Regions from separate parts of the Rattus norvegicus genome. Here region 2 is linked to region 1. A link is a contact called in public Hi-C data. All regions are on one chromosome and are shown on one strand. The core of a region is the stretch at or near the end of the contact, and the rest is flanking DNA. Distances in the headings are between cores, read along the strand shown. Region 1 holds the start of Zfpm1 (zinc finger protein, multitype 1). Region 2 overlaps Snai3 (snail family transcriptional repressor 3).

The links. A called contact is a pair of places that touch in the nucleus more often than the background predicts.
Region 2: a contact with region 1 is called in a Hi-C map of liver, with 2.0 times the contacts expected there. The contact joins the enhancer-like site here to the promoter of Zfpm1 in region 1. A contact is called at or near these places in 3 of 12 Hi-C or Micro-C datasets (liver and prefrontal cortex).

What each region holds. Positions count from the first base shown.
Region 1 is chr19:67,238,773-67,244,617 of GRCr8, forward strand. Zfpm1 (zinc finger protein, multitype 1) reads left to right here and starts at 4,468. Exons shown (of 10, transcript NM_001242627.1): 1 at 4,468-4,539. The coding sequence starts at 4,500.
Region 2 is chr19:67,423,072-67,428,382 of GRCr8, forward strand. It overlaps Snai3 (snail family transcriptional repressor 3), which reads right to left. Exons shown (of 3, transcript NM_001107439.1): 2 at 4,237-4,842; 3 at 2,240-3,078. The coding sequence ends at 2,897. Among named protein-coding and RNA genes, the nearest start is that of Snai3, 6.3 kb to the right of the region's middle. Within about 2 kb of position 3,185, at least 9 of the 93 cell types and tissues checked have an H3K27ac peak or open chromatin away from gene starts, as enhancers often do. A contact at or near this core is called in liver, where this site is marked.

The sequences.
Region 1 (5,845 bases), core at 3,218-5,717:
CCTCTCTGGGCCTCCGTTTATCCACCTGACAAAGGGTGATTGTATCCGTTCCTCCGTCAGAAAGCTGTTATGCTCAAGGCCTGGACAAGGCAGTGCTCAGCTGGAAGGCTGGTGCCACCATGATGCCACTGCCAGTGAGAGATGATGAGGCTCTTAGTGCTGAGGGACTGCCTCCAGCTGCCTTACAAGCTGGGGTGGAGAGGAACAGGGATTCCCTCAGGAAAGGTGAATAGGATGGGCCAGGCAATGGGAGGGTACCCACAGCACCGGGTAAGTAATACAAAGACCCGGTGGCCACAGGACTTTAGGACCCACATGCAGGACCTTTAGAAGTTAAGACAGGGCAAAAAAACCAATCAAACAAACAAACCCCTCCCCCCAAAAAGGGGGGATCTCACTCAAGGCAATACATGAACTCATGGCAATCCTCCTGCCTCAGCCTCCCCAGCAATGAAATTACAGACGTGTCCCACATCACTCAGCTAAAACAAGTGTTTGTGTCTCTTGGGGAGGTCCCACTGGCTTCAGCCTCTCATGGGGATATGAGTGGCTGTAGGGACCAGCTGGAGCCAGGGATAGCGGTCAGGATGATAGTAAAGGAAGTCAGGAGGAGACGTGGTGAAGGTCAAGTCGCAGAGTCTGAGCCACTGGTTGTTGTCGACACTGAGGCTAGGTGGCTGCAGGAGTAAGCGAGGTTTGGAAAGGACAGGGGACCAGTGCATCCTGGAGTCCTGCCATCTGGCCCACAGCCTCGTGCCCCACATCTATTTTGGAGTCAGACAGTAAAAGCCACATGCTCACGCCTCCCAGCTTCTGTACCAGACCGTCTCCCTGTACTCCAGTCTGAGAGTCCTCTTTCTCCAAAGGTCTAGCAGACGTTTCTAAAATGCACTTTGAATCCAAAACCCAGCGCAGGGAGGTGAATCATCACAGAACCTGCCCACCAAGCAATGAACCATCCAAGGCAGAGGAGCCATAGCCAGACAAGACAGAAACCTGGAGCCCCTGGGGAGGGGGACTGAGGTCTGAGGAGCCCTGGGTGACTGGAATCTGCTTCCAGCACCAGTTGCTGAGGAGGAAGCTAAAGTCCTTCCCAGGGTTCCCCGCTTCAAAACCACAGAGGGGGATCCAGGGCAGTTGGACCTGTGCCTAGAACCACCCTGCTGCTTTCTGCCTGGAAGATACCCACTTCGTAGTATAACCCTTTGAGACCTACTCAGGCTCCCAGGAGAAAACCCGAGACAGCTCTGAAGGGGGCTCAGAAAGTGGTAAAGCCTTCATCCATCCTGTGTGCCCAGAGTGGGTGCTGGCAGCCTTGATACCTCTCAGCAAAACTTCGGTCCCTGCAACCACAGTAGGGCTTCCCTGCCCTGAGCAGAGTCCTCCTGCTCCACAAAGAATCGACTACAAGGCCCTTGGCTGAAGCCATCCTGTTTCCCTGCTGACTCTGGTCGTGAACTTGCCTCTCCCAGTAGAGAGAAGCAGGAGAAATTGGGGCCCACAGTGGGAGCCGGTGGAAGACAGAGGAGGGGAGGAAGCCCAGACAGTGGCAGGACCTTCTGCTAGGCACAGAATCCTGGATGACACATCCCCGGATGGGAGGCTGTATGCTGTCATCATGCTGGACTCGTTTTTAAACGGGGTCCCATATTTTCACTTTGCTTCGGGCCCCACAAAGGATGTAGCTTGTCCTGGCCGGCAGGCTCCATGTTGCTGACTGAGATAAGTATGTCCTTCTGTCCTAACCTGGGCTCTGTATACATAGCATCATACAAGTAAATCAGGTCAGGCAAAGAAAGGCCCAAAGAGATCCCATCTCATCCTCCTGCATCCCAGGCAGACATTACTAATCAAAAAAAAAAAAAAAAAACCACAGTTTTCTCTCATGACTCTCAAATTTCCACCCAATACAGATCTTATCCAGCACTTCCAGCCTGGGTGCTACTTACTGAGTACCCAGATTCTCACCCTACCCTACATGGCAGCCTCTAACCATCTAACCACCTCCCAGGACTCCCAGCTCCTAAGCCCCATCCCCTGTAGAGTGCCCTTCCCTTAAGAAGATACAGTGTCCAAGGAAAACAGACCAAAGTATGCCTTGTCCAGTTCATAAGCATCTTGGGGCCTCTAGACTGAGAAGACCCAGCAAATACAGGGTCCCAGCTCTAGAAGGATGTCTCCTCTGAGAAGATCCTGGCCTTGGTGTTTTCTGTATGACCAACAGAGGGGGCAGCATTCTGTCCCACTTGCCAGTCCTGCACAGTGGCCTTTGCTGAGTAGACATACATGGTCACAGGGAAGAGACAGCCACCTCTCTCTTCTTTGCAAAGACCTCAGTGTCAGAAGCCGGAAGGAAACAGGTCTCATACCCAGAATGCCCGGTAGCTAGCATCTGGCAAACTTCCAAGGGGACGGGGATGGTGACAGTTGTACCAACCAAAGACTGTCCACCTCTTTGGGTGGGGCCGTGTGTCTTCTCTGTGGAGACTTTCTGTATCCCTGTGTGCTATGAAGAGAGGCAGTAGACATCACTGATGCCATTTGGTCGTTTCATTTAGATGAGGACATAACCCCATCCCCAGCTGTGTGATCTTGTGCATGTCTCGAGTTTCAATATCCTCAAAGAACAAGTGGTGCATTCTTGACCTGGGTCTGGAGTACACTGTGTGGGCACTGGGAACCTGCCCTTAGCGCAGGGAAAGCTCAGGGTGTTGAGGGGGACACCTCCTTGGCAGATGTTCACTGTGGCCCCGGCTGTGGTTAAGCAACCAAATGACCTCTGGCTCCTCCTGGATTTCTGGGCAGTTCTGAGTTCAAGAGGGGAAAACTTGAGGTCCCTCCCCCACCCAATTAGGCACAAGACTGAACTACTTGAGGCCACAGCCATCGGAAGTTGCAAGTCTCATACTGAAGCCTTCCTTCTAGACCAGAGCCTCTGTCACATTCCAAGTCCAGCTCCAATTCTGTGTCCAGGCCTCGGGCATCTGGATCCCACTGCTGGCTGCCTGAAAGGCACAGCTTCAAGGGACAGCACAACTTAAACCATGGGGGCGGAGCTCCAGAAAGGAGGGCCAGAGTCAGACAAGCCAGGGGCCTGTGCTGCGGGGCTGCTGGGCAGAACAGGTCTCCAAGTCCTAAACAGGTCTGCAGACATAGCCTCAGGAAACTGGAACTAGCGAAGGAGGTTAGAGGTCTACCTAGAACCGAGGGTGGGAATTCGGGGCAAGGCCAGCGCGGCCCGGGGCCAGCCGGGAGGATTGGACAGACGTGGGCAAGGCCTGGGTGGGAGGCGGGGAAGGCCTGTGCACAGGACTACAGAGCAGAGGCGGGGCCAGGGAGAAGGGCGGGGCGAAAGCAAAGAAGGAGGTGGCGTGGGCGGGGCCAGCACAGAGGAGGGGTTGTAGGCGTGGCCAGCTGGGGGAGGAAATGCTGGGGCGGGCCCGTGGGAAGGAGGAGTAAGGGGGCGGGGTCAATTTGAGGACAGCTGAGACTGTGTTCTTGTGAAGAGGACGAGCAAAGGGGCGGAGTCCACATGAGAGTGTAGCTAAGGGGCAGGGGCAATGCAAACAGGTCAGAATGAGGGACAGGGTCAATGTGAGGAGGGCCGCCTGAGACGGGGTCAATATGAGCTGAACGGCTGCGGAGCAAGAGCAAATGTGAGGGCGGATCAGGGGCAGAGGCAATGTAGGGAGTACGACTGATAGGCGGGATCAGTGTGATAGTGGCTGAGGGACAGGGTCGACAGGAGGAGGATGGCTGAGGACCGGGTCAATGTGAGGAGGACGAGCTGAGGGGCGGGGTCAACGTGAGGAGGGACGCCTGAGGGGCGGGACCAATGCGAAGAGGATAGGCTGAGGGGCGGGGTCAGAGCGAGGAGGATACGCTAAGGGGCGGAGTCCGCACGAGGAGGACGGATGAGGGGTGGAGCCAGCGCGAGGAAAGAAGGCCCGGCCCAGCCTGGGTGAGAACGCGGAAGCGGGTGCAAGGAGAGAAAAGATGAGCAATAGTTTAGGGCGGGGCCAGCGGGAAGGGCGGTCTGGGGGGCGGGGCCAGCGGGGTGAGAAGACGCGGCCACAGAGGACGGACGGGGCGGGGCGAGGGGCGGGGCCGCCGCCAACTACGCGAAAGCCCCGCCCGCCTGGCCAGCCTGCGGGGAGCGCCCTGGCGGCGGCCGCCCGTTCGCCGCTCGCGGCTCGCAGGTTCCATTGAGAAAAGCTGAGCGGCGGCGGCGGCGTCTGCGCCGAAGCAGAGAAGCCGCCACCAGCCCGCCGCCCGCCGGGCAGTCCGCGCGCCCGAGCGCAGGGCCGTGGCCTCGGGCCTCCGCGGCGGCGCCGGCGGCCCACGCGCGGCGCGGCGGGCTGGGGGCGCGGGCCAAGGCAGCCGTGGAGCCCACGGGCCGGGGGCATGAGCCGCCCCGCCACCCCGCCGCGCCCCTGCCGCCCGCCGCCGCCCGCCAGGGGCTAGAGGCGGCCGCCGCGAGGGCGCACGGCGCCGGAGACATGTCCAGGAGGAAACAGAGCAATCCCCGGCAGATCAAGCGTGAGTCAAACTTTGCCCGCGGTGCCCGCCAGACCCCCGCTGGCGCACAGCCGCCCTGCGCCGCCCCTGTTCCGCCGCCCAGCCCCGCTGCGTCCGCGACCTTCACCCCGCGCCGCGCCCCCCGCGCCGAGTGCCAAGCGCGCCGTAATCTAATCTCTGCTGGCGGGCAGGGCCCCCGCGTCTCGGCATGGGCACCCAGGGGGTCCGGTCCCCGAAGAGGGTGGCGGGTCCCGAGAGCCGGAAGGAGAGTGGCTGGGGGCGCGGCTCCGGCAGAGCCCGGCCACCTCGCGGCCTGCACCTCCCCCGCATCAGAGATGGTGCGGCGATAGGGCGGCCCCGATCTGGGCTCAGATAAAGTTTAAAATATTCCATTCTGCAAGTCCCATCCTGATAAGATCGCTCTGTCGGGACGGGCTGAAATTGTGATCTTATCTGGCGCGCTTGACTCTCCCAGGCTTTGTTTGTATCTAGAGGCAGAAGGAGAAAGACCTGGGAGTAAGGGGGACTTGGGGCTGCGGGGACCGGCGGGCGCCCACCGCAGCGCTTTGGCTGCAGAGTGACAAGGCAGCGGGATAGGTAGTGGAGATTGCTGCAACCCAGGCGCTGGGTACTGGCTGACCAAACCCCCTTTATCCGCTCCGGCTCTGGAGTTTTCAATCAGACCTCTGCCTGCTGGGAGACATGTGTCCGACCCACCAACTGCCCCTAACAACGCTACACGGGCAAATGATGTATGCCCATGGGCATCTCTCTCTCCACCCCCGCATCCGAGGGGTTATTCGGAACCATCCTGGGACCTCCAGGACTCAAACGTTGTTCCCAAGAGAGTCCAAGTTTCTCGCAGGTCCTCCGTTGGGCATTTCCCCCGAGCAGGGCAGGCCCTATCCTCCTACATAACCCGTACCCCTACAGTAAGAGCCTCTTGAGCTCTGAGCCACCAGGTTGCGGGGCCTCTTGGCTGCTCTAGGAGCGAGTAAGCACACAGGAAGAGCTCCTCCCCACGCCACACCAATAATAACTTCGCGCCTCTCCCGGCAGGGCGCGGGGCTTCCTCCCTGGAGCTTCCCTTTGGCGAGAGCGACAGGTCATCTGGGCTGCCCAGGAGGTGACGGGAGGGGGGCTGGGCATCCGGCTTCCCAGCTCCAGGCGCCTGAGCTGCCCACATGACACTGCCACCAGGACCCAATGTACATTTTAGCTTGTGAGCGTACCCCTACTACTCAAGTCTGGAGCGGGGGATGGGGGTAGACGCAGGGAGGAATCTGGGTTCTGGTAACCCGACTCCCCAAATGCGAGCTGGACCTGT
Region 2 (5,311 bases), core at 1,935-4,434, 180 kb after region 1:
GACCTCTGGAAGAGTAGTCAGGTGCTCTTAACTGCTGAGCCATCTCTCCAGCCCGAACTGGGACTTTCAAAAGCGATTCTGTAGGGGTTGGGGATTTAGCTCAGTGGTAGAGTGCTTGCCTAGCAACCGCAAGGCCCTGGGTTCGGTCCCCAGCTCCGAAAAAAAGAAAAAAAAAAGCGATTCTGTAGACGGGCAGGCAAGGAAGGCAGGCAACCCCAGAGAAAAGGCCGCCTAAGCACACTGGGGCACCCCCCTTCCTGACCCTCTTTCTGCATGTCAGGGACTGGGCCCAGAAATTAAGCGAGAAGCCACCACCCCCAGTTCCTTTGCTGTGCCAGGCTGGCTGGGAAGGCGCAGGTGTCTGCAGGCAGGGCTGCTCAGCTGCTGCCGCCTGACTTCAGCCTGGCCTGCGGAGTGTAACGTGTCCTCTGTTCCTTCCGTATCAGTTCCCTGGCAGGTACCCTCCTCCCGCTTCTCTGCCAACCCCCACCCTCCGCTACCTCAGCCCTCCACCAGCCCAGATATAAATACGAGAGTATTTTCCATGGGCTGGAACCAAAGGGGGGGAAACATTCCACTTTATTTTGGGCTGTGAGATTCCCTGCTTCATACCCGACAGGTGTGACAGCCCCATTTAGACATGGGGAACCAGGAATAGAACACAATCTATAATATAGCTTCCTTTGGGCATCTGGATGCTATTTTAAAAGAACATTCCCATGAGAAACCCAGGCTCATGTTAGTTGGGGTTCTGAGGGCCCCTCTGACAGGGGAATCTTGACCTGCTTACAAAAGGACCAGACATTTGGGGACAAGATACCGTCCTTTGCTTTGACAGAGAGATGAAGAGAGGGTGGGGGAGGGAAGGAGCTTCTTACCCAAAACCTTTCAAGTTATTTCCAATACCTGACTACCCCATGACCTTGTATAGATTTCAAAAAGGAATCATCAGATCTCCCCGACCCTGTCCCACCTCGCTCTAAGAGTGAGGACGAGGTAGAGTGACTTCTCAAGCTATATGTTTGGGCTGAACAGCAGTCCCCACCCCAGATCCGTGTCATGATCCTAACCTGTTGCAGACCTTTAGAAGTGAGCCTTTGCAGTTGCTAAGATAAGGTCCTGTGGAGACACATAGTGTGACAGCAGAGACAGAAACTCCTACTAGGACAACATCCACATCCTGCTTTGGCAGTCACTTTGAGCTGGGACTTCTGGATACCAGAACTTTAGAGGGTACCCCTGAGCCCACTCCCTGCCTCCCGTGCAGTGGGGACAGAGGTCTCGGGCGGGGAACATGAGTGTGTCTGCCTCAAGTGTGTCCCTCTACCAGCCAGCATAGGTCTGGTGCTGTCAGTCAGTAGCCTTGTCCCTTGCAGGAGTGGGGTACAGTGTTTATCTGATTGTAGTCACTCCTGGTCTAGGAGCCCAATCTCAAGGTCAAGTTTCTAAGCCAAGTTATGTCGCTCATGCCTGTAACCCAGCACTTAGGAGGCTGAGGCAGAAAGACTGCAGTGTGCTCAAGGCCAGTGTGGCCTACAGACTGAGACCATCTCCAAGCAAATAGGTCGAGCTTCCTCTGGGAGGTCCCGAAGGCCAGCAGACCACAGCTAGATGACCACTACCAATCTAGCCTGAAGCAGCTGCAAACCAGAAGCTAGGGTACCCAGATGAGCTTTCCTGGATGCTGGCTTTCTCACATGAGGGGTTAGCAGGCTCCTGGAAAGCTCAGAAGAAGGTGGGAACCATCATGACTGGGCCTGGACAAAGGTAGCTGACTCGTGTCCTTTGTTCTGGGCCAGAAGTGGAGCAGCTGATAGACTGTTACCTAAAAATATGTCATGGATCCTCTCTGCCGGGTTCTGTGGGTCTCCTTTCTCTGCCCGAATGCCAACTCCAGTCAGTGAGATCTACTGGAAGAACCAAGCCCTGCTCTCTGCTGGCTTGGGACGCTACTCAGCTGCCATAGCCACCCTACCAGTTCTCAACCTTGGTCCCAACCAAGCATCCTTCATGGACCCTTAACCCTGCTGCTGGTATAGCCCTGGCAACAGTCCACCAAGTCACTGCATGCAGCTTCTCTTCCCTCAAAGGCCACAGGCTCACCTGAGATGCTCTGACACAATGCCCTCTGTCTCCTGTCTGCTCCGTGCCCAGGAGGGCCCAAGTCATCCCCAATCCTGTTGCCCCTGGAGAATTCTGCCTCCTCCATAGATCCAGGGGCTTGGTAAAGACTCAAGACAGGAGGCCTGAGTGTGGAGGTTCTTTATTACCCACAGCTGCTCTCCTGAGACGTTAACCAGCCATCGAGGCCAGCTCCAAGCTGGACAACAAGTGCTGAGGACAGGTGAGGTGGTACCTGGCTTCAACCCAATCCCCCCTGGCCCTGCCTCATCTTATGGGGAGGAGCCAGGGTGTATGTGTACTTGTGTATATACACACATATGTGTACATAAGGGGCAGGAGGAAATGTGTCTCCAACCCCAAGGTAAAGGTACTGAGACTGGCTGAGAGGTAGCTGTGTTTTTCAAGGTTATACACACACTGTGCTCTCAAGTAAAAACCGTCATTTCAAGTTGCACACAAAGGCACCCAGGTGGCCAGGTTCATTGGCGTCATGGTGGTTTTTGCCCAATGTTAGCTATTTCCCAATAGATGCTCCTTTTTGAAACAGGTCCAGCAGACAGGCAGAACTGAAAACGGGAACAGTTGGTTCTTATTTTGGTGAGACTTGTGGTGATAAGTCTCCTCTGAACACAGGCCTCAGGGAAAGCTGCCCGAAGGCCCCACTGGGCTTTGCTCTGGCAGGACACAAGCAACAGTGATCTGGGCCCTGTCCTGGGTGACAGCACCACTGAGAGTATTGTCAGGCTTGGCCCATCCACCCTGCTGTGTCCCCTTAGGGGCCAGGACAGCAGCCGGCATCCTCGTGCCTCACCAAGAGAGACATTCGGGAGAAGGCCTTGGGGCACAAGGCGCACCTGTACTTCTTGGTACCAGCGTGAGTCTGCAGATGAGCCCTCAGGTTGGAGCGGTCAGCAAAGGCCCTGCTGCAGTGAGAACAGGTATAAGGCTTCTCACCTGTGGGAGGAAGAAAGGCGGTCAGGTGAGTGGACACCGCTAGGACAAGTCCACAGATGGTGGCCAAAGGCGAAATGTCACCATTGGCCAATAAGTAACTTGCCCTTGTCCTCACCACAGCCCAAGCACCCAAGGTCAGAGCCCTTTGGACAGTCAGACAGTCACTCAGGGCAGGATCAGAGGATCTTCTGAGGCAAAGGCAGTGTGGCCGCTATGTCTCTGCCAATGCCGAGGTGCTCAGTTCTGACCATGAGAAGTAGCCGGAGCCCTCCCACCCCCTAAACCCCCCTACCCCAACCCCCACCCCTGCTAGCACTTCCTGGCCACTGGCAGGTGTAATACTGAGCCACTGTGAAGGCCGAACTGGATGGAGTAAGCTATACTCCTAGACACAGGCACCATCTCCAATCAGCACCACCAAGGGTTGGGACAGAATCTTTCTGCAAAGACCTTGGCTTCCAGGACAACCCTCCCAAGTGGAAGGGAAGGGGGCCATTGAGAATTGTCTGTCTGGTTCTTCAGCCCGCAAGAGGCACTTGTACCCTAACTGGTCACAGTTCTCCAAGGCCAGAGTCTGCCCTTCTTGTGGGAGTTTCCACGGTGACCATGCTTCCCCGCCTTCACAGACCTCCCTGGCCCTGAAGCCACAGACGTGGGCAAACAGGCTCCGAAGAAGCCCTGCAGTTCTCAGTGTTGTCCTTCAGAGACACCTGCTTCCTTAGCTCCCTTCCAACCCTACGCAGAAATCGGGCCTTTGCAAAGATAACAGTTAAGATGAGGCTACCTGGGTGAATCCTAACTATGACTTACAGGGGTCTCCCTCCCCTTACAGCAGAGACACACACGGGGGAGAAGGCATTAGGAAAGCAGAGGCAGAGGCAGATACACAGATGTGGCCATTTCCCAGTGAGTAGGGCGGCTGCCAGGAGACCAGAGAGGCAAGAAGTATCTTTCCTAAAGCCTTCGCAGAGAATGTGGCCTGGCCATGCCTCGAGTTCAGGTTTCTGACCTCAGGACCTTGAGGAGACATGCCTGTGCCCTCTACCTGTGGGGATGTGTGTCAGCAGCTGCAGGAGGTGCAAGGACCCTGCCGAGGAGGAGACCAGCCCCTCCCCCAACCTGGATCCTTTCCCGGGATTGCAGCCTTGCCCCTCCTACCTGTATGGGTGCGGATGTGGCCCTGGAGCAGCCAGGGCCTCGAGAAGGCCTTGCCACACACCTTACAGACGCAGGGCAACGTGTGGGTGCGGATATGCATCTTGAGGGCACCCAGGCTGGCATACTCCTTGTCACAGTACCTGCAGGTGAAGGCACACCCAGTCGGCAGGTGGCAGTGCAGCTGCTGGTGCCTGGCCAGGCCAGCCAGAGTCTGATATGGCCGATGGCAGTGGATGCATTCAAAACTACCTGGGACCCGAGATGTTCCCTCAGCCCTGAGGTGTTCATCTAGAGCTCCGTCTGAGCCCAGGATTGGGGGCCATCGTGTGGGCAGCACCAACACCGGGGGCAGATTGAAGCTGTCTTTGAGAGTCACACTAGGGGCCTGGCCAGCCCGAGGGCCCACCAAGCTGGTTTCCTGGGGTTCTGGTCCAGAGGTTCCCAGAGTTTCTCCATGATGGGGCAGAAGAGGCAGGGAGACGCAGGCAATGGCCGAGGTACTGTCCCAAGGCTGCAGAGGGTCACTGGGATTGGAAGAGGCCTCCTTATCTGGCAGGTGGCAGGATCCCACCAGCTCCTCACAGGCAGAGCAGGAACCATTAGCTTCTAGAAGGGCAGAGGGGAGAGACAACACAGAGTGAGGGGTGAGGTTCCAAGACTCAGCTTGTCTAAGGCTTTCAAATTTCTGTTCACTTATCTGACCGTAGTCTGGCCTGCCTTATGGGACATCAGCAGCCAGCAGGAAGCCAGAGGTACGGATGCCTACCCTGAACCAGTCATATGTGCAGCAGCCAGAGTTCTCACCTTCCTCCACTGTTCTGGGCCACAGAGGTGGGGAGGGGAGGGAAGGACTGCAGAATGCACGAACTAGACAAGTCCAGTCACTAGAAGGTGACCTGAACTTGTTCAAAATGAGGAAAGCATCTTCCAGGACCCCCGATGCTCAGAAACAAACATAAACATAGAGCAGGCTCACGAGTAGATACCTGCAAACCTAGCATTCGGGAGTCTTTTTTTTTTTTTTCTTTTCTTTTTTTTGGAGCTGGGGACCGAACCCAGGGCCTTGCACTTGCTA